Regions from separate parts of the Mus musculus genome. Here regions 1, 2, 3, 5, 6 and 7 are each linked to region 4. A link is a contact called in public ChIA-PET, HiCAR-type, HiChIP or PLAC-seq and promoter capture Hi-C data. All regions are on one chromosome and are shown on one strand. Each heading gives the region's core, a stretch centred on a gene start, on an enhancer-like site or on the middle of the called end of the contact. The rest is flanking DNA. Distances are from core to core; before and after follow the strand shown. Region 1 holds the start of Smcr8 (Smith-Magenis syndrome chromosome region, candidate 8 homolog (human)). Region 2 holds the start of Pigl (phosphatidylinositol glycan anchor biosynthesis, class L). Region 3 holds the start of Cenpv (centromere protein V). Region 4 holds the start of Prpsap2 (phosphoribosyl pyrophosphate synthetase-associated protein 2). Region 5 holds the start of Usp22 (ubiquitin specific peptidase 22). Region 6 holds the start of Natd1 (N-acetyltransferase domain containing 1). Region 7 holds the start of Shmt1 (serine hydroxymethyltransferase 1 (soluble)).

The links. Promoter capture Hi-C pulls out the DNA fragments that hold promoters and counts their contacts. ChIA-PET counts read pairs in DNA pulled down with a chosen protein or histone mark. HiCAR-type assays count read pairs that join an accessible place to other places. HiChIP or PLAC-seq counts read pairs in DNA pulled down with a chosen protein or histone mark.
Region 1: an H3K4me3 HiChIP or PLAC-seq map of embryonic forebrain shows a contact between it and region 4, with 5 times the contacts expected there. The contact joins the promoter of Smcr8 here to the promoter of Prpsap2 in region 4. A contact is called at or near these places in 4 of 39 promoter capture datasets (the HPC-7 cell line, cranial neural crest, maxillary cranial neural crest and 1 more) and 2 of 115 datasets of contacts at active chromatin or transcription factors (astrocytes and embryonic forebrain).
Region 2: a contact with region 4 is called in a HiCAR-type map of astrocytes, with 2.8 times the contacts expected there. The contact joins the promoter of Pigl here to the promoter of Prpsap2 in region 4. A contact is called at or near these places in 3 of 39 promoter capture datasets (hippocampal neurons, liver and pre-B cells), 2 of 115 datasets of contacts at active chromatin or transcription factors (astrocytes and extraembryonic endoderm stem cells) and 1 of 9 other capture datasets (pancreatic islet).
Region 3: a contact with region 4 is called in a promoter capture Hi-C map of liver. The contact joins the promoter of Cenpv here to the promoter of Prpsap2 in region 4. A contact is called at or near these places in 2 of 39 promoter capture datasets (liver and pre-B cells) and 1 of 115 datasets of contacts at active chromatin or transcription factors (astrocytes).
Region 5: a contact with region 4 is called in an RNA polymerase II ChIA-PET map of memory CD8 T cells, with 17 read pairs. The contact joins the promoter of Usp22 here to the promoter of Prpsap2 in region 4. A contact is called at or near these places in 3 of 39 promoter capture datasets (embryonic stem cells, liver and stem cell-derived epiblast-like cells), 1 of 484 Hi-C or Micro-C datasets (CD4 T cells), 5 of 115 datasets of contacts at active chromatin or transcription factors (astrocytes, embryonic forebrain, embryonic stem cells and 2 more) and 2 of 9 other capture datasets (liver and pancreatic islet).
Region 6: a promoter capture Hi-C map of pre-B cells shows a contact between it and region 4, with 4 times the contacts expected there. The contact joins the promoter of Natd1 here to the promoter of Prpsap2 in region 4. A contact is called at or near these places in 5 of 39 promoter capture datasets (cranial neural crest, hippocampal neurons, liver and 2 more), 1 of 484 Hi-C or Micro-C datasets (CD8 T cells), 2 of 115 datasets of contacts at active chromatin or transcription factors (embryonic midbrain and embryonic stem cells) and 2 of 9 other capture datasets (adipose tissue and pancreatic islet).
Region 7: a contact with region 4 is called in a HiCAR-type map of astrocytes, with 4 times the contacts expected there. The contact joins the promoter of Shmt1 here to the promoter of Prpsap2 in region 4. A contact is called at or near these places in 3 of 39 promoter capture datasets (cranial neural crest, liver and second pharyngeal arch cranial neural crest) and 1 of 115 datasets of contacts at active chromatin or transcription factors (astrocytes).

What each region holds. Positions count from the first base shown.
Region 1 is chr11:60,775,895-60,779,089 of GRCm38.p6, forward strand. It overlaps Smcr8 (Smith-Magenis syndrome chromosome region, candidate 8 homolog (human)), which reads left to right and starts at 1,631. Exons shown (of 2, transcript NM_001085440.1): 1 at 1,631-3,195. The coding sequence starts at 2,134. It overlaps Top3a (topoisomerase (DNA) III alpha), which reads right to left and starts at 1,471. Exons shown (of 19, transcript NM_009410.3): 1 at 1,028-1,471. The coding sequence starts at 1,207.
Region 2 is chr11:62,457,188-62,460,139 of GRCm38.p6, forward strand. Pigl (phosphatidylinositol glycan anchor biosynthesis, class L) reads left to right here and starts at 1,254. Exons shown (of 7, transcript NM_001039536.4): 1 at 1,254-1,507. The coding sequence starts at 1,273. It also overlaps a transcript of Ncor1 not described here.
Region 3 is chr11:62,537,308-62,540,584 of GRCm38.p6, forward strand. It overlaps Cenpv (centromere protein V), which reads right to left and starts at 1,954. Exons shown (of 5, transcript NM_028448.1): 1 at 1,549-1,954. The coding sequence starts at 1,898.
Region 4 is chr11:61,760,329-61,763,347 of GRCm38.p6, forward strand. It overlaps Prpsap2 (phosphoribosyl pyrophosphate synthetase-associated protein 2), which reads right to left and starts at 1,760. Exons shown (of 12, transcript NM_144806.2): 1 at 1,626-1,760.
Region 5 is chr11:61,173,327-61,176,330 of GRCm38.p6, forward strand. It overlaps Usp22 (ubiquitin specific peptidase 22), which reads right to left and starts at 1,733. Exons shown (of 13, transcript NM_001004143.4): 1 at 1,389-1,733. The coding sequence starts at 1,559.
Region 6 is chr11:60,912,533-60,915,483 of GRCm38.p6, forward strand. Natd1 (N-acetyltransferase domain containing 1) reads right to left here and starts at 1,260. Exons shown (of 3, transcript NM_025294.5): 1 at 1,097-1,260. The coding sequence starts at 1,193.
Region 7 is chr11:60,809,957-60,812,906 of GRCm38.p6, forward strand. Shmt1 (serine hydroxymethyltransferase 1 (soluble)) reads right to left here and starts at 1,309. Exons shown (of 12, transcript NM_009171.2): 1 at 948-1,309.

The DNA.
Region 1 (3,195 bases), core at 381-2,880, 980 kb before region 4:
AGGTTCGATTCCCATATCTCACATAGTGGCTCACAACCAGATCTGATACCCTTTCTGGCCTCGGTGGGCATGTGTCTGATACACAGGCATACATGTAGGGAAAACACCCATAGACATTAAAAAATAAAAGAGAGAGAGATCTAAGCAGTAGTTAGGCTGAATGTCAGTCTGTAACCCCAGTACTTAGAAGACAGAGGCAAACAGATCTCCATTGTTCAAGGCCAGCCTGATCTACTTAGCAAGTTCCAGGACAGCCAGGGCTACATCGTGAGACCCCTGTCTCCAAAACAGAAAAGAAAAAATTATTACTCAAAGACATTTTTAAGAGGTGAAGTAGTTAGGGGCCAGCGCCCACCTAACCTTGGCTCCCCCTTCCGGGTATTTTAAAACTGGAGGCAGAGGTCTGGAGATCCAACTGTTTGCAAAGAAAAGGGAACAGCTCCTAGGAAGGGCCTCCAGCTGAATGATAACGCAACAGTCCTTGGGGTTTTACCCTTCTCACCTCCGTTTTGTCAGGAGACAATCCTATCTTTCGTGTATCTTAGAATCAGTCTATAGGAGTAGTAATTGACTTCTCTAGTTCCTAAACCTAAGTGTTACCCCTAGGGTGCCACCACCCTAGTCACAGGGTCTGCAGAAGGCAGGGACAGGATTCCATAAGTAAGGCTTGAACGCCAAGATAAAGGAGTTGGTTACCGCTTTCCAATACTACTGAACTTGTGATTGACCAAGGAAGAGTTTTAAAATACACGTGTTCTCACACTCCAGACCCAAAGAAGGGAGAGCAATGCTCCACTGGTATGTGAGCCGAGCAGACAGATCCGGCGAGCAAAGGTCTATCAAAAGCGTGAAAAGGTTTTACATTTACAAAAAGCCTGAAGGCTAGGGAGAAACCGAGAAGTGAGGGCGGCCGGGAGGGGCCTCTCGCAAAATAGGCGGAGTCGCTTTCGCCCGGGCTCCCGGTACCCAACGCGCTGTCGGACTTTGTGGGCGTTCCTCAGGGAAGCAGAACCCAAGTGCTTCTTACCCGCCTCATACGCCCGTTGGACAGCAAGTCGGCGATCCCCTTGGCAGCGTCGTTTTTCTCCGCCACGCAGAGAACTTTTCGCACTCCTCGGAAGGCCACTTCCATGGCAGCGCGGGACAGGGCACGGCCTCCAGGCCGTCGGTGCCACTGAAACGCTAAGAGGGTGACCGGGAAGATCATTCCCTAGGTCCTGCTCCAGCAGCAACTCCACGGGTGCCCGTGCATGCTGGAGAACCCAGAGGAAAAGCCACGAGGAACTGTGAGAGCCACCTTAATAAATGCAGTTTTTCCAGGCAACTGCCGCCTCGATCAGAAACCCACACGTCCGAGTCTCGCTTAAACTCGCGCTCACAGACAACTTCCGCCCACTGCGCCACTAAGCAGCCTTGAACTACAACTCCCAGAATGCCTCATGCCCTGTGCACGTTCCTCCAACACCGTTTCTCCTCCTCCCTTCCACCCCACTGTATTCTACTTTCCTTTTCTTTATGACAATGGGTAGTTAACGGGACTTGTCCTCTGGAAGATCTGATTGGCAGGGCCTCTTAAAAGGCGCCACTAACTTGGAAGTCTGTGTGGGCGTTTCCGGGTCACGCGACGCTGATGCTGGGGAGTCATGTGATACCAAGATGGCGGTGCCGCGGTAGCTTCCCTGGGACAGTACGGTCCTAGGAGCGGCGACAGTTTCTGCCCTTAGGTCGTGGGGAGACTCATTTGACTGATTCTGCGGTAGCCCGTGGCGAGGATTAATGACACGATCAGAGCTGGGACTGTTGATGTCGCCGGTAGGTTCCGGGGAGTGCTGGTGACCTAGCTTCAGGAACCTTGCGCCGGCCCGGGCAAACGCTGGAGAATGGCCAGCCTCCGTCATCTGGACCTGCAGCTTTGGAGTTCATGAGGCTTGCCCAGGGCATCACAGGTCCCAAACCTTGAGAGTCTGCGGCAATTCGAGTTCTTCGTTGTGTGACAGGGCAGTTTAGGATCCCCGGAAGTGCAAAGAAGGCCGCAAGAACTTCGTTTTCGCATCCAGAGGCCTGACTCTCCCTCCGACCAACCCTACATTATTTTCCATTTCCTCTCAATGTGCTTGCCATATTTCAGGAAATATGATCAGCGCCCCTGATGTGGTGGCCTTCACCAAGGAAGATGAATACGAGGAAGAACCTTACAATGAGCCCGCTTTGCCTGAGGAGTACTCAGTCCCTCTCTTTCCTTATGCCAGCCAGGGGGCAAACCCCTGGTCTAAACTGTCTGGGGCCAAGTTCTCCAGGGACTTCATCCTCATTTCCGAGTTCTCTGAGCAGGTGGGACCCCAGCCCTTGCTTACCATCCCCAATGACACCAAAGTTTTTGGCACTTTTGATCTTAATTACTTCTCTTTGCGGATTATGTCGGTGGATTACCAGGCTTCATTCGTAGGCCATCCTCCCGGTTCTGCCTACCCCAAGTTGAACTTTGTGGAAGACTCTAAAGTGGTACTGGGAGACTCTAAGGAAGGGGCCTTTGCATATGTGCACCACCTCACCTTGTACGACCTGGAGGCCAGGGGCTTTGTGAGGCCCTTTTGTATGGCTTATATCTCCGCAGACCAGCATAAAATCATGCAGCAGTTCCAAGAGCTCTCGGCCGAATTTTCCAAAGCATCTGAGTGCTTGAAGATGGGCAACAGGAAGGCATTCGCTGGGGAACTTGAAAAAAAGCTGAAAGACTTGGATTACACAAGGACAGTGCTACACACAGAAACCGAGATCCAGAAGAAAGCCAACGACAAGGGTTTTTATTCTTCTCAGGCGATTGAGAAAGCCAATGAACTGGCCAATGTGGAGAAGTCCATCATCGAACATCAAGATTTGCTGAGGCAGATCCGCTCATACCCTCGTCAGAAGACGAAGATCCCTGACTTGCAGCCTGGTGATACAGAGCATACCCAGGATCAGGCTGACCAGGTATCCACTACCTCTAATCCTGAGGAGTCCGCTAATGCAGACCTTTATACCTGCAGACCGGCTTACACCCCCAAACTCATCAAAGCAAAGTCCACCAAGTGTTTTGACAAGAAGTTGAAGACCTTGGAGGAACTCTGTGACACTGAGTATTTCACTCAGACCCTGGCCCAGCTTAGCCACATTGAACACATGTTCAGAGGAGACCTGTGCTACCTCCTGACC
Region 2 (2,952 bases), core at 4-2,503, 700 kb after region 4:
GACGACCGGGGCGCGGCCCCGGCGCGCGGCCCTCCGCCCGGCCCTCGCTCGGCAGCGCGGCGAGCTGGGCGCTCACTCCAGCCGCCGCCGCCGCAGCTTCGCCACCTTAGCCGCCATCTTGCCTCAACCCCACTCCCTCCCCCTCAGGCCGGGCGGCCGCGCTGAGGCGGCTCAGACTTGGGCTCCTCCTCCTTCCGGAGGGTTGGGGAGACGACTCCCTCCCCGGGAGAACGGAGTGCGGCTCTTACCTCGGCCTCGCTTCCTGGGTCGCGGACGCCGCGCCGGTTCTTTTCAAGTTGTCCCTCGCACTCATGCCCGCCCCGGCAGCGCTGCCTCCGGCCCGACCCGCCGCCGCCGTGGCAGCCATCGCGTCCTCGGCCTGGAGCGTCCCCGCGAGCCTGCCACTCCCGCGCGCCCGGGGCCTTCCCCTCAGGCGTGGGAAAGGACCGGGAGCCCGGCGCGAGGTTAGCCTTGCGACCCCTGCGCGCCGCCAAAGCGGCTACCCCGTCCCCTCGCCGCCAAAGAGAAACCTCAGCCCACGTGGCTGGGACGCACGTTAATTTCACACCGAGTGTTCCTCGGCATGGCGGGCGAGGCCTCCTCCACGGCGTGGCTCCTTAATCTCTGCCTCTTAAGAAAACTTAAGGGGCCTGCCGACCTCACCCTTCGAGTGAAATGACATTTCCTCTTAGCCGCTTACTTTTTCCTCTTGCAAAGCCGCCATCTGAGAAAGAACAAACGGTGACCCGCTTCGGAAAAACTTTTATTCCGGATAACGGGCTGTTTTATACAAAGTTTGAAGTCATAAAACGAGTTGAAAGGAGAATGCTGACGTTTGTTTTAGAATGCTTCCCTTTTGGCCGGCGTGCTGACACGCCTGAAATCCCAGCTCAGGAGGCAAAGGAATGGGAATCATTGCAAACTCGCATGGTCTGCATATAGTGAGTTTAGGGGAACACGCAGAGAGAGACGCGATCTCAAAATAACTCTAAAAATGCTTCCTTCCTTTTAAGCACACTGAACGGTAAGAAAGACACTTAAGACCGCAAAGTGCGGCTGAGCTCTGAAACTGGAGCAGATAGAGGATTCCGCCACCGAGGAGACGGGGCAGTATGGGTGGAAGTTTCCACGCTAGACCACGAATCTTGGTCTCCAGCCGCCGCCGCACTCTGACCCACGGAACGCAGTTTCAGCCGGTTCCGTTTTCCCGCAGGGAACCCGAGTCCACCCGCAGCCTGCCTTCCTGCGCAGGCGCAGTGCCACTTACCCGGCATGGAATTGGTGGGTTTCTTGTGTGTGGCCGTGGCTGTCCTGACTTGGGGCTTCCTCCGGGTTTGGAACTCAGCGGAACGAATGAGGTCTCCGGAGCAGGCGGGCCTGCCGGGAGCCGGAAGCCGGGCCCTTGTAGTGATCGCGCACCCGGACGATGAAGCCATGTTCTTTGCTCCCACCATGCTAGGCTTGGCACGCCTGGAGCAGCAGGTGTCCCTGCTCTGCTTCTCCTCAGGTAGGAGACTGTAGGAGGGTCGCTGGGTTAGGGAACTAACCGATCTTAGTTAACTTCTTCCGGAAAGGTTTTCTGTCGTAGGTAGCTACTTTCTCTGTGCTGGTCAGTCTGGGGACAGAAACAGCCGACTTCCCAGATAGGTTAGGGAACCCCGAGCGAATTCCATCCTAGCCAAATCGAGGAGCAGAAAAGTGGTTGTTCATCATTGGTTCCGTTCAGTACCTTCATGTTCCTTTGGGAACTGCGACTGTACTGGATGTTTTGGGTTTTTTATAAAGACAGTCTCACTGTAATCTAGCATCCCAGGCGTGAGCCGCTGTGCCTGACCTGTTATCCTGAGGAACCGTCTATTTGCAAAAGGATCAAATAAAATCATGCACCAGACAATTTGAGCTGTATGGTGTCTGCTCAGCCCACCAACTTTCTTTCCTAATAATAGCAAAAGACCTTCCTGCTGCTTTGAAACCCATTTTCTGCTACAAAGATTCATGTGTCAAATTGGGAGATTTTTTGTTTAACTTCAGACAAATAGAAATACATTTATAGATAATTTTAGAGTTCATCTGTACCCAGCTATTATTAAAAGAATTCTTCAAAAATGAGACTTGAATAATGATACAGACAAAAACAAACGAGAAAACCAGGATACCCTAAATATGGTGATGACTGGACAATGTGAAGTGTATACATACAGTGGGTGAATTTTATAGCAAAGTATACCTCAATAAAGCTGATTTTCAAAATTGCTCAGGACCTTTTTTCCCATGTGGTTGTTGTGTTGTTCTCTTTTGGGGGGCCAGGGGTGTTTTTGTTGTTGTTGTTTTGTTTTTTTGTTTTTCTAAACAGGGTTTCTCTGTATAGCCCTGGCTGTCCTAGAACTCACTCTGTAGACCAGGCTGGCCGAGAACTCAGAAATCTCCCTGCCTCTGCCTCACAAGTGCTGGGATTAAAGGCATGCGCCACCACTGCCCAGCTTCTTCGGGTGTTTGGTTGGTTTGGTTTGGTTTGGTTTGGTTTGGTTTGGTTTTTCGAGACAGGGTTTCTCTCTGTGTATAGCCCTGGCTGTCCTGGAACTGGCTTTGTAGACCAGGCTGGCCTCGAACACAGAAATCCGCCTGCCTCTGCCTCCTGAGTGCTGAGATTAAAGGTGTTCGCCACCACGCCCGGCTTTCTTTTTTTAATAACTGATCTTAAACAGAAATCATCAGGATTGATTTATAAAATTGGCTGAATTTGGGAGAATTATTTCTGGTTTTTAAACAGAATTAATGTAGATTTATTAAAGAAAAAAAAAAAAAAAACTCCTGAGAGTGGAGAGGCTCCAAACAAGGAAAGAGTACCTTCTTTTCTTTTCTTTTTTTAATTTACATTTTATGTATTAGTGCTTTGCTTGTATGCATGTATGTGTAGCACATGAATGCATGGTGTGCACAAAGACTAAAAGA
Region 3 (3,277 bases), core at 704-3,203, 780 kb after region 4:
GAACCCTCCACCCCTGTGATCATCCCACTTAGAGAGCCCGTATTTGCTATCCATTCCTCCAATTTTTTGCGATATTGGAACCAAATGTTAGTGTATTTAACATACGTTTTCTTTGTATAAAAGTTAGCTTAAAAGACCATAGAGTGGATGTAAGCAAGCATACAGCACGCTATTCTGGTGAGTGAAATGCCTCTTTTCCTGCCAATATTTTTAGTATCTTTTTTAAAGATCATTACCATTTTGTTTTAGGGGAAAATATTACCTAAAAATTTTTGCTTTGTGTGTGTGTGTGGGGGGCTTTTTTGTTTCCTTTTGAGACAGGGTGTCAGTGCAGCTCAAGCTGGCCTCAAATTAACTATGTGGTCAAGGATGACCTTGAACTTGTAGATCTTCCTGCCTCCACCTTCCAAGTGCTGGGCTTACACACGTGGACCTCCTTCTCGCTGGCTTGCTTCTGTTTTCCTTTCTCTCTTTCTCTTTCTCTTCGGAGAAAGGATCTATCTCTGTAGCCCAGGCTGCACTTGAAATCACTGTACTCCTCCGCCTCGGCCTCCTGAATGCTAGGATTGTCGGCATGTGCTACTGTGCCCAGCTCTACTGAGTTTTATATAGTATCATTTAGATCTCCCAGTAGCTAGTACACAACAGGTACTCCGTGTTATATTTCATTTTTTTTAAGTTTTAACTGATTTTTGTTTTAATGTTTTAAAGCATTCAATTTATAGCCCAAGGGGATAAAATTGAATAAACGAAACAGATAGAAAGCTAACTAAATACTCCAGTTCTTAGAGGATCCACCAAAACCAAGAGAACTAATTCTGGGACAAAGACAAAAGAGCATCTTGTTGTTATGAAAAGTAGTTCAGGTTGTTAAACAATTGTTGGGTTAACGTTAGTTTTCTTTGTCTTTTATTGTTCTTTTTAATTCATCTGCGAGTGAGGGCTATAAGACAAGGGTACTGGGTTTTTCTCGGAGCACAATGGGTAAAGGAGGAAGGGGTTCACATTACATTTGCCAAAGAGCAGGCATCTGGCCAGAGTAGTCATCAGCTCTTTTCCCCAATAACGGACCTCAGATCTGCTCCTTAGGCCACCAAAGAAGCTGGAAGCACTTCAGAAGCACAGACTGGGGGAGCTGCCAGCCCGGACCGGGGATGAGAACATAACACCTTAACTCCCCATTCCCCCTGCAAGCGCCCGTCCTGGACAACGCTTTGCGCGCCTTTCCCTCCGAGATCAATAACCGCACCCTGCACCCTCCCTCCGGGGAACTGATTAGAACAACCGGCCTTCGCTCCTCGGGTCACTAAATTCTCCACTTCGACCTTTCCTCCCGCCCACTCCCCGAAAGCACGTGCAAAAACGGGTAAAACGGTCTTGGTAGCTGGCAAGCCGGGGGATGTCTGTTTTTTCACCCTGAGGGGCCCTTCCGCGCACTCAGCCCGACACCGTCCGGAGCAGCCCGCCAACGGCTCAGCACTCAGCCCTCGGGTCCCGCCGCCCGTGCGCACCTCGCGTGTGCCGGCCCGCCGCCCCCGACACACTCACAAGGTGTCCAGCAGCAGCTTGGCGGCGCCCTCGAAGCTGAGCCGTTGCCGCTTCTGGAACGTCTCCCAGCGCTCCCGCTGCTCCCCCAGGTCGAGCGCCGACACCGAGGCGGCGGGGGTGACCGCCGGCGGTGGCTCCTCGGCGGCCGCCTCCTGGGCCCGCGGCGGTGGCTTGGGCCGCGGCTTTGCCGACGGCTGCGGACCGACCGCCCCGCCCCCGCCCCCGGCCCCGGCCCTAGTCCTGCTCCGGGAGCGCTGCGCGCGGCTTTCGCCGCCGCTCAAGCCCCCGGTGGCCCCCGAGCGCCGCTGCTCCCGCGGGCCGGTGGCCACGGCACTGCGAGTCCGCCGCATGTCTCCCTCAGCCGGGCTCGCAGGCCTCTCGGCTCTGCGCGCTCCCGCCGGCCGATGCGCGTCCCCGCCTCCGACAACCTGAAGGCCCCGGGGGTGGTGCGCGGCGCTCCGGAACACGCGAGCTAGGGACCCAACTAAGAGACCCTGGCCGTGGGGCCGGCCGAGCGCTGAGGGTCTAACGAGACCGCGCCTGCACCTGCGCTTGCAGGTAGCGGTGCCCGTTTGATCAGCGAAGGAGCTTCCAGCCTCCACTGACTCCAACCACACATTTCTAACTGGGGACCTGGGTCAGGCCTCAGTTCATAAATTCACGGCCACATCAGAGCTGGCACGCTTGGGTGACTTCGTGGTTTCCAAGGTGGTAACACTACCAACTTGGCAGAGGCCATCATGTACCTAATGTGAGCTAACGTAGTATGTAAATTGTCGGATATCTGCTACTGGAAGCATAAATGACAGCTGGAGTCAGTTTGATCAATGGTCAACAGGTTTTTTGGTGGTTTTGCAGAACTGAGAATAGGACCCACAGCTTTGAGAAAGCACTCTTGCACTGAGCCACATTCCCAGCCCTAGATTTTGTTTTCAATTTTAAGTAAATGGATCCAGGATTACATTCCATTCATAAGCTTTTGCAGAATACCGTATTGACGTTTAAAGACAAAAATCCCAAGAACCATCCACTGCGGTATCCCAGATAGTCTCCAAACCCTTTCAGTTGTTCTCACACTTTTAAAGAAACGTTTTCTTTTACTCGTTTTTGGTGCATTTTTCATTTTTCAACTTAGTTCTGTTTTTGTTGATTTTATTACAATATAGAGTCCATTTATTATCTTTAATGATGAAAATATGGGTTTTCCCAAATACAGCTTGATTAATTCATAAATCCTCATTAAGTTTTAACACAAAGTTCTCAATAATTGAAACTTCCTAGATGCATAATTTGTTTTGGTGTTTCCTTTGTGCCCGTATCTTAAATGTACAGATTTGCATGCACCAATTCAGATGTGGCATATCCTAGCCACATCTAGACTATCTCCAAAAAGCAAGCAGAAGTGACCACTGTTTTGTTTTGGCTTTTTCTCACTGTGACTTACTTTCGCCTGTTTTGTGTATTTAGAGACAAGGTCTAACCGTGTAGCCCTGGCTGGCCTGGAACTCACGAATAAGGCTCAGGTTTATCTTAGCTCACTGTGATCTGCCTGCCTCCACCTCCTGATACACATTACAGTTTTAAAAATCTTTATTCAGGAGGAGAGCGAAGTATGCGGGTGCATGGGGAGCAGAAGACAGTCTACACCATGAGTTCTCTTCTTGCACCAAACAAGCTGTCTGGTGACAGGCACCTTTACTTGGCTGCCGGGCTTGTTTGAGTCAGGGCT
Region 4 (3,019 bases), core at 510-3,009:
ACAAAGAGTTCCAAGATAGCCAGGGCTGTTACACAGAGAAACCTCCGTCTCCAAAATAAAATAAAGTAAAATAATTGAGAAACTGCAGGGCAGAGATAAAACCACATTACTCTTCCATATTCTGTGGTTACTGGCATTTTGCTTTCTTATGGCTAATGCTGTTCTGAGAGTTTTGATTTTTTGTTTTGTTTTTGTGACAACTTGGGAGAAGCAGGAAATAAATCTAAAACTATTTTAAATTTGGAGAAGTAACTTTTATTCATTTAATGTGTATGGGTGTTTTCTCTGCACACCGCGTGTGCCTGGTACTCTTGGAGACCAGCAGAGGGTGTCAGATTGGGTGGGTCTAGCATTAGAGGTGGTTGTAGGCTGTCACGTGGGTGGGTGCTGGAACTGACTCAGTCTTGAACAACTAGTATTCTTAACCAGCCAGTTCTCCAGCCCCCACACCTGGGGAAGCAGTTTTAATAGGAAAACAGGTTTGACATTACTTCCCAGACTTTAACGAAGTCATACGAGGTAACCTCTTCCTCATAACAGTGGCCCCTGAAGGACAGAGTGGGGTAGCAGTCTGATATGCAATACAGTTCCCTGCATACAACAATAGGTTGCGACTCTCAGTCATACAGAGCATGACTTGGCAACCTGATGAACTACAGGCAATAGAATCAAATACCCAGATTTTGAAATGTCTATTGCAAACATACCTTATCAGAAAAAAAGATACATACTAAATGCCAAAGAAAGAGCACAGAACTATGTTTTGGTGTTGTCAATTCTTGGAGCTTATCCCAAGTATAGAGCTATATTGTCAATGATAGAAAGTACAATTTAAAAACAAAACAAAACAAACAAACAAACAAACAAACAAAAAACCCCCAACAACTTTGTAGCCCTGTTTGCCAGGAACTCGCTCTGTGGACCATGAGCCCTCAAGATCCTTTCACCAGTCTCTGAGATTAAGGGGTGTGCCATCAAGCCCCACAAACTGCAAGATTATTTAAGAACAGAAACACTGGTTCTATGTTAAACCACAGAGTAGCTAATGAATATAATGTGCATATCTCTGCAAAAATTGGATAATAATGATACAAACTACAGCAGTTAAAAGACAAGAAAGGTTTCCTATAGTGGGGCTTAGGGGCACGCACCTATTTTATTTTTATTTGTGCATTTAAATTGTTAAGCACTAGGGCATGAGATGGGTCAATGGCAGGCCGCTTGCATTGCTTCACCTTGCATTCGACTCCAGAACCGCAAGAAAAAAAAAAAAAAAGAAAAAAAAAAAACATAAAACATTAGAACTCACACTTCCTCAGGCCTCAAAGCTCGGTTCAGTATTTTCGTATCCCTCACAAAAGCTAAACACCCAAACTCTGCCAATATCGATATAAGAAAAATAAATCCTTATCAATAATGTAACAGATTGAGGAAGAGATTTTTCTGCAGAGTATCTTATGCCGCTCCTCCTACGTCTGATTGGAGCCCAATCATCCACTAAGGCTGGTGGAGCCGAACACGGGGCCCCGGGCTCGCCCCGGAGCAACAAGGGCCATGGCTCCCGCCCGGCACCGCGCGAGCTCGCGGGGCCCGCCGTCCGCCCGCCGAGGCTCCCGCCCGCCTACCTGGTCCCGACCCCAGCCCGGCCCGCCGCAGCCTCGGCTGCCGAAGGAAGAGAGCACAGAGCTCCGCACGGCGTCTTACAGCAAAATGGCGACTCTAAGCGCGAGAAAGTCTTTCGAGACTGCGAGGCCAGGGGCGGGGCCTGAGGGCAACTGACTAGAGTGGGCGAGGCCGTCGAGGGGCGTGGTCTGGAGGAAGAGGGGCGGGGCAGAAAGTGGGGTAGAAGGCAATGCATTTGATGCTGTGGGCGTGGCCGCCAGAGTGGGCGGGAGGATGTTGTGTGGGCGTGGTCAGACTCGAGGAAAGTGGGGGAGAATTAGAGTGGGCGTGGTTGGAAGTGTGGTTAAAATTCATAGGTTCTGACTGGGTTCAAGTCTTTACTGTCCTGCAAGACTGAGCAAGTCACCTCTTTGACCTGAGTTCTTCTGAAAAAGAGATGACAGCAGTACCCCCATCTCCTGGGGTTGGGAGGAGTGAGTGAGAAATCTGCGAACCTCTTGGCATGGTTCTTAGCATACAGTCGATGAGCAGTTATCATTCATAATTATTCGCTTTGTTGTCCCTTCCTTCTTTTCAGTGGTTAAGAGTATATACTGCTTTTCCAGAGAAGCTGAGTTTGGTTCCCAGAACCAATGTCAGGCAGTTCACAACTGCCTGTAATTCTAGCTCCAAGTCTCCCTGATGTCTCTGGCCTCCTCAGCCACCTGCACTCATATAAACATAAACATATACAAATAATTAAACATTCTAAAAGTTAGTTTTTTAAAAAATTGTAGCTCTGGGTGACCTGGAACTCACAGAGATCCATCTGTCTCTGCCTCCTGAGTGTTAGGATTAAAAGGGTGGCCATCATTCCTAGCAAATTGGTTGCTGTTGATATATCATTGCTGAATTCTTTATACCTTGAAATATGGTGATCCCTATTTTTTAAGGGGCTACTTGGCCCTTCCTCTCTTTCTTTTTTTTTTAAATATTTATTTATTTATTATACAGTAAATACACTGTAGCTGTCTTCAGACACTCCAGAAGAGGGAGTCAGATCTCATTACAGATGGTTATGAGCCACCATGTGGTTGCTGGGATTTGAACTCTGGACCTTTGGAAGAGCAGTCGGGTGCTCTTACCCACTGAGCCATCTCACCAGCCCCCAGTGATCCCTATTTATAACATAACAAACATATAGTGCATGCCAGGTATCAAGGCATTATTTATTATTATCTATATTTTATATTAATATATATTAACAGTAACTTTCAGAAATGGGGTAAGACTTATCTCTATTTAATTGCTGTGGGTACTCAGATGCCAGTGACAAAGCAATAGATAGGCACCACCTGCAGTGCCTTGCTCCATGTGTATACTTAAAGGCTCTCATCCACTGCACTTCCAGTTCACA
Region 5 (3,004 bases), core at 483-2,982, 590 kb before region 4:
TCACGAGGCTGAGACAGGAAGACTGGGTGGTTAAGTCTGGACCACAGAGAAAGGCTCCTGTCTCAAAATACAAAGTAAGACAACTCTAGTAATTTTTTTATCATATGCTTCTATTACCAAAACTCTTGCTCCAATCCTAAAAGACTCTTACAGAACATAAGCCTTTAACGCCCTCAAAGACTTATATTATGGCCACGATTGATTTAAAAAGGGGGAATTTAGGCCGGGGTGGGAGTGGGGGGGGGTGTGGTTTGCATTCACCTTTAATCCCATCGTTCTGGAAGCAGAGGCCTGTGGATCTGTGTGAGTTAGAGGCCAGCTATCTACAAATCGAGTTTAAGAACTGCCAAAGGCAGCCGGGCGTGGTGGCGCACGCCTTTAATCCCAGCACTCGGGAGGCAGAGGTAGGCGGATTTCTGAGTTCGAAGCCAGCCAGGGCTACACAGAGAAACCCTGTCTCGAAAAACCAAAAAGAAAAGAAAAAAGAAAAAAGAAAAGAACGCCAAGGGCTATAGAGAGAAGTCCTGCCTCGAGAAACTAAAGAGGGAGAGTTTGATGCTTAACATGAAACACCCAGCAGATTTGTCAGTTCTCCCGTTATAAAATGCTACTCAAGATAGAAACAATCAAAATTTTCTATTCCACTTTTCACCTTCAAAATCAAATTGTAATTATGAAGTTTTTTTTAAATTAGAAAATAATGTTTTCCCATCTCCAAATCACTAATAAAATCATCATAGTTGCTGAGATTTACAGGACCCAAAACAACAAAATAGCCACTCTCGAAGGCTGCGGTTGTCAATCACCTCCTACGTCCTAAAAATCTCGCTTCTCAACTCGAGTGCGCGGAGGCCCTGCCAGCCTCAGGTGTCCGCGAAGGGTCTCAGCCCCGGGAACGAGCTGTTATCCACGGAACTACCCTGCAGACCCCAGGCCCCCACCACTACCTTTACAGACAAATACTCCTCAATGGAATGTCCAGACAGATCTTCCTCCTCCTACTCAGATACCCCTCCCCCTCCCATCGTGGGTTCCACCGCCACACTCCCAACAGCGTCCACTAGGTGGTCCCTGGACCCCTCCCAGCACCGTGATGCTTCCTCTAGCCCCCTCCCTGCACCACGACGCTTCCTCTAGCCCCCTCCCCACGTTGCGAGGTTCTCCTTAGTCCCCCTTCCTGCACCGGGATGCTTCCTCTAGCCCCTTCCCTGCACCGCGAGGCTTCGCCTTGCCCATTCCTCGGCCCCACCCCCTCACGGCAAGGCTTCCCCTCACGCCCTCCCCGCAAGGCCAGGCTCCCTCCCCACGACTACCAGGCTTCCCCTCTCCCTCTCCCACCTACACTCCCCGCTTCCCAGCCCGCAGAGCGGCGCAAGCCTTGGGCTCACCTTGCGCTTGCGAGCCTCGGCAGTTCCGCTCCACACGAAGCACTGGTAGATGGCCCGCAGGTTTTGCTTCCAGTTGTCCACCTTGAAGCTGCCCAGGTGCGAGCAGCCAGGCGGCGGTACCGCCAGCTCAGCGTCCATGGCCTCGACCTCAGGCTCCGGCCTGGCCACCATGGCGGGCAAGGCCCGGGCGCGCGGGGCAGGCGGCGACGGGGGCGAGGACGACGCCAGGGCGGCGAGAACAAAGCTGGGGGACAAAGACCGCGTTGAGAACTCAGGCAGGCTACAGCAGCACCCACCGCACGCGCAGCACCCTCTGACTTCGAGGAGGGCGGGGCGAGGCTGGGCGGGACAGGGCGGAGCTGTCCGCGGGAAAGGATAACGTCACCCAGGCCGGCGGCCTTAGTGCGCAGGCTCCGCTGCTCTAGACCCCGCCTATCAGCCCTCCTCTCGCCCGCTGGCTCCAGAGAAAAGCCGAAGGCCTCGGGTTGGGTCAACAGGGTCCCGCCCTCGCGTCACACCATTGGTGGTTTGCCGGTCTAAGACACGGTCTGCGCCTATTATAGGCTTTCGAACCGCCTCCGGAGACGCCAGCGATTTGACGTTTCGAGTCTCTCCTTGGAAGGCGGGGCGTGCTGAGGATTGGGTAAAACTGAGTGTCAGTCAGGCCACTGAACCGGTTTGCACCGGCCTGAGCTCTGCCGCAAAGAGGCGGGGCGACGGAGGGGTGGGGCAGGGTAGGGCCTGCGTCTGCGAGTTCTCTGAAAGGAGGGTTTCTAGGTTCTGTTTGTTGGTCCTTGGAGTTCCTAGTGTGGGCGTTTCTGCAGAGACTGCCATCTTGGCGACTGTGTTGGGTACCGCAATGCCACAGCTGGAGATTGGGCGTGGCAAGAATACAGATCTTCCCTTCCCTAGGATATTATTCAGCGTTATCCTATTGAACTAGAATGCCAACTGGTATACGAATTTTTTTAGTGGCTACATTTTGTACAATATTTTGCACCAAGAAAGATAAAATTAATTTTAACAAGCAGTCAAATAAAGACAGAATATCAAGTCAAATTTTTACATTGGCTTTGAAATATCGTGTTATACAGGTTTGGTATAGCAATTCAATTTGTACTAGCCACATTACACTCTATTATTAAGTAGGAACAGTATAGAGCTATGATGCATTTAGCTCTCCTATCTGAGGGTTACACAGATGTGCAGCAAACCAACTCAGAAGAGAAAATATTGATCTTCTGCCCTACAAATTGTATATACCGAGTAAATAGACACCTCTCTCCTGTTATACCTTAAACAGGATAACAGCTAGGTGTCAAACTCAGGCAGACAGGTACCCATGATGTGGAGCAGTGAAATAATTCTCCAAGACAGAAAAGGCAGAAGAAGTAGAGAGTTCATCGGTGTACTGCAGTAACAGCAGCTAGCAGACAAGACAGCCGAGAAAAATTGCCGACAGGCATTTTGATGTCATGGTTCCGAGGAGCAATTGCAGTTGTGGCTTGTCCAATGAGTACCAGCTTGGTCTTAGAGCAGTGATGGTCGTATTCAGGCTTAGATATGGCTTAGCATGCTATCTTAGTTGGCATTTGAGTATCACCCAGAGAGGAGTT
Region 6 (2,951 bases), core at 10-2,509, 850 kb before region 4:
CAAAAAACAAACAAACCCTCAGATAAGGCCTCTCAAGGGATCAGGGCCAAGTGTCACAGTCAGCTGAGCTACCATCAGCATGACAGCAGGACTTGTTTCTCTACGGAAAGAATAGGGCAAGGGGCAGCTGGGCCCTGATTTGAATATGCCTCTGGTCTTGTTAAAGCTGGGCAGGTCCCATTTCCTGCACTCCCAGCCTCAGTTTACTCATCTGTAAGTGGGGCGGTATGTCACAACACAGGAAGTGATAGCTGCCCCCACGGTGGTTAGGTGGCACAAACGGGAGACCTGGCCTCCAAGTGCAGGTCACAGAAGGTTGGCTCAGGAAGTCAGGATAGGCTGCGTATGCTTGACTGCTTACAACCTACCTACTGGCCGACCACACTCAAGTGGTGCATCCTTCCAATCAAAATAATATGGGCAGTGGCTAAGTCGGGTCTCCCCAGAGGGCCCAGCTGGGAGGAGTGGGCTACAGAGAGCTCAAGGTCCCATATTCCACAATCTTTTCCAGCCCTAGAATCAATGGGAGGAGTGTCGGTCTGCTGGTACAAACGCTACAGATGAGGCTTTGACTTCTCTATCTGTTGAAAAGTAGCCATTTATCTATGTTTATCAGCACTTGCTGTGCACCAAATGTGTCATTCTGAACTTTTACTGCCACAGCATCTCATCCAAAGCGGTTTGCACTCCAGCTATCCCCATTGCAGATTCCGGGAGACCGATGCACACATTGACTAGACAAACTGGCCAAAGTCTCAGAATCACCTACCCGCCTCCTCCTCCAGGCCACATATTCCCTAGGTTATGCCCCAGGCCCCTGCAGGCTCCTCCACGGCGGCAGGAAGCAACCGAACACCCGGGGGGTGGGGGTGGCAGGCCACCAGTGACCTGCTCTCTGGGACCCAGGGTGGCAGCCCTCCGTCCGCGATGTCGGAGGCCGGCTGCGCTAGCAGGTGCGGGCTGCCCGGGCAGACGCGCTCCGGCGGTGCCAGTCGGGGGGTTCGGGAGCCCTCCCGCCCCGGGATCCATCTGTCCGTCCGCCCGCAGGTCCCGCCCCGTCCCGCCCGCGCGCGCGCAAACAAAGGCAGCTCGGTACCGTTGAGGCGCACGGAGAACTGGCGGCGTTGGCGGTCGTGCTCCACGCGGATGGGGCCGCCCTGCTCCAGTGCGCTCGGCGGGGTAGCGTGCGCCATCGCGCGCGCCGACACTGGGGACCGCGGGCCGCAGCGAACTGACTCTTCGGCGGCGCGGGCCGGAGAAGGGGGCGGGGCCGGAAATCAGCTGTGAGTCACGTGCGCTGCGCGCACTGTCTGTTTGGATACATTCCTGGCGTCTCTTAAAGAGACCGCGCTGCCCGTTTCGCTCGCGGCTTCAACAATGATGTGCTGGTCCATCCAGGGCGCCGATTGTCCTCCCGAATGCCCCAGAATGACTTTTAGGACCCACACGGACCCATATGCAAAACACGCAATGACCTATGGGGTAATTTAGATCCTCCCCGCGACAGCCATTTAATATTAGGCATTAGCCTCACTGCAAGCCTGAGGCAATAGATAACGTCAAATGCAAGGTGTTGACAGGCAAACCTACTCTCTGCTGGAATCGTGCGGGCTGGAGCTATGCAGCCCACCCACTCGGGCAGCTGTAGCTGATATTGAGAGATTACCCCTAGGCATGTTTGGGACTGGGTGAAAAGCCACCCCTCCCAAAGAAAGCCAGAAATATGAGGTCCCTAGGGAGCTAGCTACCCAGGAGCCAGTGTTTCTCTAGAAGTACAGTATTAGGAAAGCTTGCCGACCATGGATGTTCACAGAATCATATTCTGTTAATTACCGTGCAAATTTGATGTCCACATCTATGAGACCACCACACAGACATTAAAGTTTGAGTACCTCAGTGGAATGCTTGAAGGCTGTAACTTCAAACCTGTACAAAATGTGTGTCTGTGTGCGTGGCGGGGGCTGGGGGTGGGGGAGAGGCGGGGGACAGACCAACAAGGAAGCATTTTACAGCTAAATGGAGATCTCCGTGGGCTCCCTTCCAATTGATTTCTTCCTTTTGAAGTAGCTATGCTCCCTGACTTTTAGCGCTATTGACTAAACAGCTTTTCCTAAGAACATCCTATTTCTTAAGAACTACACAGTATTTACCTTTTCGTATCTGGTTTCTTCGCTTCCACCTGTCATCAGCTGTGTTGTTGCTGCTATCATGTTCACCAGTGTGTCAGAGATTTCCCAGGAAGCAGGTACCAGTTTTCCATCACGTGTTAATGGGTTGTTGTGTTGTTTTGGTTTGGAGCTGCTATGAGTAACAGGCTGTGGATGTCGTCTGGCCAGCATTCCCTTAGGGTAGCTCTCAGGAATATACTGCCGAGTTTTATAGCCAGTGGATATTTTGTTTTGTGAAAAACTGCAAGATCCTTTTCCAAGTGTACGACCTCACATTGCCACAGAGAGTTCTGTAAGTTGCAGTGGGCATTTTGTCATTAGTGGCAGTGACTGACTCTTGAACCTTTGCCCAGGCTGCCAGGCCATTTAGTCCCCATTTAATGAACACTTTCCTCTGTAACCCCCCCCCCCAATCTTTTATTTGCCTTCTTCCAATCATTTTTATTGCTTGGTTGGGGGGTCAGACATACTACTGAGAGAATCTTTTCTGAGCAAATAATTTCCTTTTAACAAGTGGGTGTTGTGTCACAGCGTTTGTAAACAGAAGGCAGTGCGGAGGTGTGTCATTATATGCAAAGTGACTGAAAGGGATCCAGCCATCATAGAGGGCCTGGAGCCTGGTTGGCAGAGTCAGAGCTGGAGGCAATTGTGAACAAGGAAGATTAAAACCTGTGAGTCTCAGGTGACGTCACTTCCAAAGAATGTAAGTGGAGATGGTCAAAATATGTTCCTGGACAGTGTCTGAACAGGCCACTCATCTGCAGGCTGCTGGGCCTTTGGATG
Region 7 (2,950 bases), core at 59-2,558, 950 kb before region 4:
ATACCCAGGCCAGGGCATTAGTTTTATGTTTTTAGAGAGGGTTTTTCTATGTAGACCAGGCTGGCCTTGAATTCACAGAGATCTTCCTGCGTGTGCCACCACCACTCCTGGCTTACTTAGGGCTTACTTAGGAAGAAGATCTTCACACTATAGACTTTTGATTATTTTGTTTTCCAAGACAGGGTCTCTCTGCAGAGCCCTGGCTGCTGAACTGTCGTTTTTGAGCTAACTTTGGGGAAAACATACAGCATTTCCTTATTACTGTCTATAGGTCTGCCAAAGTCCATACCCACGTGTTAGGCTGTAATGGGGACAGGAACAGTGCGAGTCTCTCTGTGCCCTGCTTTATAAAGAGAGGAGGCTCTCAAAGGCCTTGGAGTGGCTTTAACTAAGGTCATATAACAGAGGCAGAATGTGAACTCCTGTTTACTTTTGGTGCTTCCCAGAATCCTGGGTAACACAATTACTCACCTCCATTCAATTTCCCCTCAAGGAAGAAATTTTAAATGTATTCTGTACGGAGCCTAAACTGGTGTTTCTGGTCCAGCAACTGCCTGGCTCAATTAAACACATTTGTGCTTGCTTCAGCTAACCAAAGGTCACCTAACTTCCAGACCTTGAAATAGAGGCACTGGGCTAAGAACGCTACAAGCCAACCTGTCCCCTAGATAGAGTAACGCACTGCAGATAATCAGGGTTGTACTAGTAAATCAAAAGCAGTGATTACAGACAAACCTCGGAAGCTTCGTTAACATGTATAAACCAAGGGGTTCCATCCCAGCACCACATGAACCGAGAGCGATAGCTCTTACTGGTGAGGTGGAGGCAGAACCATTAGAAGTTCAAGGTCATCCTTGGCTACACATCAAGTTCGAGGACAGCATGTGTGACACTCACACCTCAAACAAAACAAAAAGAAACAATCGCAAAGATTAGAAATTACATACCTTGTATTAGGAGCGTGGATTTTGTGAAAAGGTTCCAACCCTTGGTGCAGGGTGGCCTCCAGTTCACTTGGTTTCGGGAGCTGGCCGTAAACGTCTGTTCCTCCGGTCTTTATGAAAGGGACTAAACGCGTTGTGGTGGCGCACGCCTTTAATCCCAGCACTAGGGAGGCAGAGGCAAGTGGATCGCCGAATTCCTGGAGAGCGCGCGGAAAGTGACCACAGCAACACCTCCAGCCGGAACCCCGCAGCGGGCTGTCCTAACAGCCCAGCACGTGCTCCGGGAACCAGCCTCCCCACCACGTGACACACCACGTCCGGGGGAAACCCAAACTTGGCGCGCAGAGGCCGGAGCTCCACTAAACTCTCCCCAGCGCAGCCTGGTCCCGCCCCGCCCCTACAGCGGCCCAATCAGTGGGAGCATCCAGGTAGAGCCCGCCCCCAGCTGCCCACGCGCGATTCGCCCGCGCTCAGAGCAGGGCAAAGCCTGACGGAAAAAAAAAAAAAAAAAAAGAGCTCTGAACTGGAGGGGGTGGGAAGGAGGAGGGGACTGGGCGGTTCCTTACCTTGGGACCTGGGACTTTTGGGCAGTATTGCTGATTGTAGGAGTGTTTTGTGATCCAGAAGACCTGGATAGGATTGGGGATCGAGCCTGGTTCGGGTTCAGTTTCCAGTAACTAATGCACAAGTGTCCAGGGGATCTGCCTCCAGAGTTCTAGGATTAAAAGTATGTGCTACCATGCCTGACATAAATAGATCTTTTTTTTTTTTTTTTTTTTTGGTTTTTTGAGACAGGGTTTTTCTGTCTAGCCCTGGCTGTCCTGGAACTCGCTCTGTAGACCAGGCTGGCCTCGAACTCAGAAATCCACCTGCCTCTGCCTCCCAAGTGCTGGATTAAAGGCGTGCGCCACCACCGCGGGTCCTGGTGTCAGCCCACAGTAATCCCTATCTCAAATAAATAAGTAAACAAAAAAACAAACAAGACAAACAAAAACCCAGCTGGCATGACCAGAACTCTACAGGCTTTGGCAGAGGGATCTTGAGACAGAGGGCAACCTGACTAAATACCAAGATTCAGGCTAGCTGGCTGTCTCAAATATTAAAATGAGGCTGGCTGTGTGGCTCGGTGTTAGAGAGCCTGCTTAGCCTAAACAAGAGTTTGCGTTGTTTGTGTTACACACGCTAGTAAAAACGAATGAAGCAAATCATATTGCCATGGGGCTAGAGAGATGGATCAGTGGTTAAGAGCATTTGTTGCTTTTGCCGAGGTCCTGAGTTCAATTCCCAGTACCCACATGGGTGGCTCACAACCATTTATACCTTCAGTTCCAGGGGCTCTGATGCACACTTCTGACCTCTGTGGCCAATGCATGCATGTGGTACACACATACATGCAGACAAACACTTGCATATATAAATAAAATAAATTTTTAAATATATATTATTGCCATGTGTGCATAAAAATATAAAAATACATTGTTTAGTAACAAAATTAATTTAAAATGATAAGATTTAAAAAATCATTTTAGAGTCAGGAGGTAGTAGTGCAGCCTTTAGTCCCAGCCCTCAGAAGGCAGAGGCAGGCAAAAGGGTGTTAAATCCCCTAGAACTGGAGTTATAGTTGGCTGTGAACCACCACAAGGGTTCAGAGAACAGAACCTTGGCCCTCTGCAAGAGCAGCAGTGCTCTTACCCACTGAGCCATCTCTCCAGCCCCTAATTTAAAAAAAAATAGATTTAAATAATAAAAATAAAAACAAAACCCCACAGGGCTGGAGAGATGGCTCAGCAGTTAAGAGCACTGCTGCTCTTCCAGAGGACCTGGGTTCAATTCCCAACACTCACATGGCAGCTCACAACAATCCGTACTCCAGTTCCAGGGGATTTAGCACCTTCGTATACATACAGGTAAAGTGTAACTTTGACAATATGTTCTCATTCTCTGGCTGATTCTGACTTCACCTGTGTCTAACTTGTTCTCTCTCTGCAACCTGTCTCTCTCTAACT